Regions from separate parts of the Sus scrofa genome. Here region 2 is linked to region 1. The links are chromatin contacts, called in public Hi-C maps. All regions are on one chromosome and are shown on one strand. Each heading gives the region's core, a stretch centred on a gene start, on an enhancer-like site or on the middle of the called end of the contact. The rest is flanking DNA. Distances are from core to core; before and after follow the strand shown. Region 1 holds the start of ZC3H7A (zinc finger CCCH domain-containing protein 7A). Region 2 overlaps LOC106509692 (a long non-coding RNA gene).

Evidence for each region. A called contact is a pair of places that touch in the nucleus more often than the background predicts.
Region 2: a contact with region 1 is called in a Hi-C map of liver, with 3 times the contacts expected there. The contact joins the enhancer-like site here to the promoter of ZC3H7A in region 1. A contact is called at or near these places in 2 of 5 promoter capture datasets (fetal liver and liver), 16 of 47 Hi-C or Micro-C datasets (alveolar macrophages, blood, embryonic fibroblasts and 9 more) and 2 of 2 datasets of contacts at active chromatin or transcription factors (alveolar macrophages and skeletal muscle).

Annotation. Positions count from the first base shown.
Region 1 is chr3:31,331,059-31,333,796 of Sscrofa11.1, reverse strand. It overlaps ZC3H7A (zinc finger CCCH domain-containing protein 7A), which reads right to left and starts at 1,311. Exons shown (of 23, transcript XM_021086593.1): 1 at 1,167-1,311.
Region 2 is chr3:31,461,094-31,463,831 of Sscrofa11.1, reverse strand. All of the region lies in intron 1 of LOC106509692 (a long non-coding RNA gene), which reads right to left. Among named protein-coding and RNA genes, the nearest start is that of SNN, 7.0 kb to the right of the region's middle. Within about 2 kb of position 1,386, at least 5 of the 83 cell types and tissues checked have an H3K27ac peak or open chromatin away from gene starts, as enhancers often do. A contact at or near this core is called in liver, where this site is marked.

The DNA of each region.
Region 1 (2,738 bases), core at 62-2,561:
TTTTCAATGTTCAAGTAACTGTGTTAAAAAGAAGTAAAAAGAAACCAATGACAATAATATATTTGAGTCAACCCACTATGTTCAAAACAGTATCATCTCAACCGCTATTATTTAACTTGGAAAGAATTATGAATGAGATATCTTTACTTTTTTTCCTTACTAAGCGTTCAAAATCAGGTGTGTCTTTTTCACTGGGAGCACATCTCAACTCCGTCTAGCCACATTCCAAGTGTTCAACAGCTCCTTGCGGCCAGTGGCCACCTTCCCGGGCAGGGCACCTCGAGTCTGGGCAGACCCTCGGTCCTTAAATACCAAACACGGCACCTTCTTTCATGCCTACATTCCGGGGGACAGGGAAAATACTCAACTCCCGATAAATTCACCCAATCAGGGTGCAGGCGCGACCTCTCGGGGACCAGCCGGAGCTTTCCAGCTGGACCACACCCCGGCAATGACCGTCCCCAACAGGAAATTCACGCTAATGGGAACTGACAGGTCCTCATTCTTTAAGGGTGGGGAAAGAAACCTAAAGCCTGGCCGTCTCCAGATCCACAAAAAAGATAGGAAACAATTCGCCGCGCGTCCTAGACGTGCGCCCCGCGCAAAAAAAAAGGGGGGGGGGGAACAGCCCGAAATAAACGAGCCAAGCGCACCGGGCTCATCCTTCCCGCCCCCAAACCTACGGTACTGAATTAGGGGTCCCCGATCACAGAAACAGAGAGAAATAATGAAAACAAAAAAATCCTTTTTTTTTTTTTTAGTTAAATAACCAGAGAGGAGGTATTTTGCCAACGGAAATGCACGCAAGCATGGGATGGAGGGAGCGGGAGCCCTCTACGCCCCGCTAGGGGGACACGCGCCCCCAGGGTGAGACCCCCGCCGCCCCCATCGGAGGGAGGGGACAAGGACCCGCCCGCCCGCGGAGCCCCGCGGCGGCGCGCGCTCGGACCGCCCCTCCGCAGGGGCCGCGCGCCCTTTGTGGCCGAGCCCTCCGCCCCCTCGGCTGCCGCGGGGCGGCCTTGCGCGCCGCCCCTCCCCCGCCCGGCGTCCGTTACCGGCGCGCGCGAGCACGAGGCGGCGGCGGGGGCGCGCCGGGCGGGGGCGCCGGCGGGGGAGGGGCGGCGCGCGGGCCGGGAGGGCGGCGGGGCCCGGCGGGACCCACCTACCTGCGGGGACGGCCGCGCCGGGGGACGGACAGCAGCGCGCGGTGAGCGGGCGGCGGCGGCGGCGGCAGCGGCCTGGGCGCTCGCTCTCACCTTCCCTCCGCGACCGGCGGCGGCGGCGGCTCCGCTGCGCCCGCGCGGCGCCCTCTAGTGGCCGGAGGCCGCGCCCGCCGCCCGGGAGACGCGGCCATTGGCTGCGACCGCGAGCGTCGGCGCCGGGGGCGGTGGCGGCGGCGACGCCACGTCGGGCCGGGCTGCAGAGATCCTCCGCCGTGGGTTCCGGGGCCGCCTCCCGAGCGGGAGCGCGGTCCGCAGCGGGCTGGGACCGCGGGAGGGAGCGAGTAGGGCCAAGGGATGCTCGGACGCGCCGGTGCTGAGAACTAATTCTGGGTGGACGTGCAATTCACATGCGCCGTGGGTGTTTTTTCTGGGCAGCGGCCCTGGAGCCGAAGAGCAGGGAGTTAGAACAGCGTCTACCAGGGAGCTGACCTAGTTTCGGGTATGGGGAGGCCTCCCCGGAGACACTTTATTTAGCAAATCCTAAGCCGGTGTTTCGTACTTTGCCAATTGTAACCCTTCGGAGCCTCAGAACAAGCATCGTTGTCCCCATTCCTACACCCCTACAGCAGAGGAAGGGGGGCAGAGCTCAGGAGCAGCTCTGGGTTGGACCCTGAGCGGGCCTGGCTCCCTGCCTTTCAGGTCTCCGCCCAAATGCCACCTCATCCACCTGTATTTTCAACAGCCCACTGTGCTCTAGGGCTCAGCAGTGGGCAAGGCAGGGTCTCTGTCCCATAGCGGGATGGGGAGTAGCGGTGGGGACCCTCCGAGACGCGAAGGAGACCATTTCCGACGGTGTAAACCGAGATTACAGCAGGGGAATGAGACCGTGATGGGCGGGCTTCACTTACGGTAGAGGGATGACTCTGGGAAGGTTCTGAGAAGGTGATGGCCAGGGAGATGGAGAATGTTCTCCAGGCAGAGGGAAGGGCGAGTGCAAAGGCCTTGAGGCTGGAGCTTGAACAGGAGAGTCCTCTTTGGCTGGTGGCAGGGAGGGAGGGTGGGCGGGTGATGGGGGACTTTGGAGTTTATTCTGTGTGGCACTAATGGGTCTGATTTGGGAGTGACAGGATGTGATTTGCACCTGAGAAAAGCTCTCTGGCTACTGTGCAGAGACTGAGCCATAGGAGGGGTGAGAAAAAGGGAGAAACTAGCCCGGTGACTCTGACAGTGGTCTGAGTAGATTTACAAACCAGATGTATTCATTAGCTCAGGCTGCTGTAACAAAATATGGCAGGTTTGGAGGCTTTTTTTTTTTTTTTAATTGAATTATGGTAATGTGTTAATTTCTGCTGTACAGCTAAGTGACTCATATATCCACACAGGCACACCCACATCTACATAACACGCATTCTTTTTCGTATTCTTCTCCATTATGGTTTATCACAAGATACTGAATATAGTTCCTTCCCTGTATTATCCAGTAGAACCTTGTTATTTAGCTTGTATATACTAGCTTGGATCTGTTCAACCCAAACTCCCAGTCCTCCCTTCTCCCCGCCCCCCAAGGTTAAGTCC
Region 2 (2,738 bases), core at 137-2,636, 130 kb before region 1:
GCCCCTCCAATGGAACAGCTCAACACAGCAACTTGTGTCATCAAAGTGAGTCTCAGACTCATGTGTGCACCAGACTCGCCTGGAGGAGCTGCTGAAACACAGCTCCACCTCCAGAGTTCCTGATCCAGCCCGCCTGGCCGGGGGCCCGAGGACATGCATTTCCAACAAGCTCCCAGGCGATGCTGGAGACCACATGTTGACAACTGGAGAATTACAGGGATCCCGTCCCTAATTTTTTATTTCTTCATTACATTGTATCTGTTAGAGGGTCACTCTTTTTTTTTTTCTTTTTTTGGGCTGTACCCACAGCATATGGAGGTTCCAGGCTAGGGGCTGAATCGGAGCTACAACTGCCGGTCTACACCACAGTCACAACAACTCAGGATCTGTGACCTACACCACAGTTCACAGCAACGCCGGATCCTTAACCCGATGAGTGAGGCCAGGGATGAGCCATAACCTCATGGCTCTTAGCTGGATTCCTTTCTGCTGCGCCACGACAGGAACTCCTAAAGAGTCACTCTTAAGAATTCCGAGGTGGAGTTCCTGCTGTGGCTCAGCAGGTTCAGAACCCAAGAGTGTCTGCGAGGACCTGGCTTGGATCCCTGGCCTCGCCCAGTGGGTTAAGGATCTGGCGTTGCCATGAGCTGTGATGTAGGTCAAAGCTCGGATCTGGTGTTGCTGTGGCTGTGACGCAGGCTGGCGGCTGTAGCTCTGATTGCACCCCTACCCTGGGAACCTCCATATGCTGCACCTGCGGCCCTAAAAAGAAAAAACACTTAGAAATTTTTAGTAGAAATTATAGGTAAACATAATACGATGAAACAATGCTCTATTAGGGACTTAAATGTCAAAAACAAAGCTTCAGAACATGTAGTAGAAAATATAGATGAAGGAGCGTTCCAGCTGTGGCACAGCAGGTTAAGGATCTGGCATTGCCGCAGCTGTTGCATAAACAAACTGTAGATGCAGCTCGGATTTAATCCCTGGCCCAGGATTTTCCCTATGTCATGGGTACAGCTGAGAAAGGAAACGAAAATTTCAGCATGGAAATAAAAAAACTACCCCCAAATTTGTATGGAACCACAAAAGATCCTGTGTATTCAAAGCAACCTTGAGAAAGAATAACATAGTGTGGAAATCACACTTCCTGATTTCAAGCTACATCGCAAAGCTATAGTAAAACATGCTGGTATAAAAACAGGCCCAGAGATGAGTGAGAAAGAATAGAGAGCCTAGGCATAAACCCACACACACACAGTCACCTGATTTTTGATAGGGCGACGAGACTGCACAATGGAGAAAGGACATTCTCGCCAATAAACAGAGCTGGGAACTGGACAACCACCTGCCCAACGGTGAAACTGGACCCCTGCCTTACACCACTTGCAAAAATTAACTCGAAATAGATCAAACCTGAAACCTAGAAGAAAACACAGGGATCACGCTCTTTGACATTGATCTTGGCAATGATTTCCTGGATAAAACACCAAAAGCAACAGAAGCTAGAATAAACAAGTGAAACTACATCAAACATCAAACGAAAGAGCTTCTGCTTAGCAAAGCGAACAACCCACAAAATGAGAAGGGCCTTTACAAAATGGGAGAAAATACTTGCAAACCAGATATCTGGTAAGGTGGGTTAGTACCCTAAAATATATAAAGAACTCACACAACTCAGTAGCAAAAAAGGAAAAAAGAATAAATAGGAGTTCCCTTGTGGCTCAGTGGTTAAGGGTCTGGAGTTGTTACTGCAGTGGCTCTGGCTACTGCAGTGGCAAGGGTTTGATCCCTGAACCCGGAACTTACATATGCCCTGGATGCCGCCAACAACAACAAAGAAAAGGGCAAAGGGGAGTTCCCGTCGTGGCGCAGTGGTTAACGAATCCGACTAGGAACCATGAGGTTGCGGGTTCGGTCCCTGCCCTTGCTCAGTGGGTTAATGATCCGGTGTTGCCGTGAGCTGTGGTGTAGGTTGCAGACGCGGCTCGGATCCCGCGTTGCTGTGGCTCTGGCATGGGCCAGTGGCTACAGCTCCGATTCAACCCCTAGCCTGGGAACCTCCATATGCCGCGGGAGCGGCCCAAAGAAATAGCAAAAAGACAAAAAAAAAAAAAAAAAAAGAAAAGGGCAAAGGACTTGAATAGACATTTTTCCAAAGAAGACATTTGAATGGCCAGCAGGTACCTGAAGAAGTACTCAACATTGCTAATCATCGGGGAAATGCAAATTAAAACCCCAGACACCACCTCACATCCATTAAGATGGATATCATCAAAAAGACGAGACAAGCGTTGGTGAGAACGTGGAGAAAAGGGGATCCTTGTGTATTTCGGTGGGATGTACATTGGAGCAGCCACTATGAAAACAGGATGGAGGGTCCTCCAAGAATTAAAAATAGAACTAGCATTACGATCCAGAAATCTCACTCCTGGGTGTATATGCAAAGGAAATGAAATCTTGACAAGAAAGACATCAGCATTCTCATGTTTCTGGCAGCATCACCCATGAGAGCCAAGATATGGAATGCCCTAAATAAATGATAAAGTAAATGTGGCAGAAATATATATAGAGAGATACCTAGAAATATCGATGGAAATATAATATAATGTTATTCCACTATATGTTAAGTGAAATAAGCCAGACAGAGGAAGACAAATACTGTACGCTTATCACTTTTATGGGGAAGAGAAAGAAATCAAGCTGATTTCATAGAAGCAGAAAAGAGAATGCTGGGG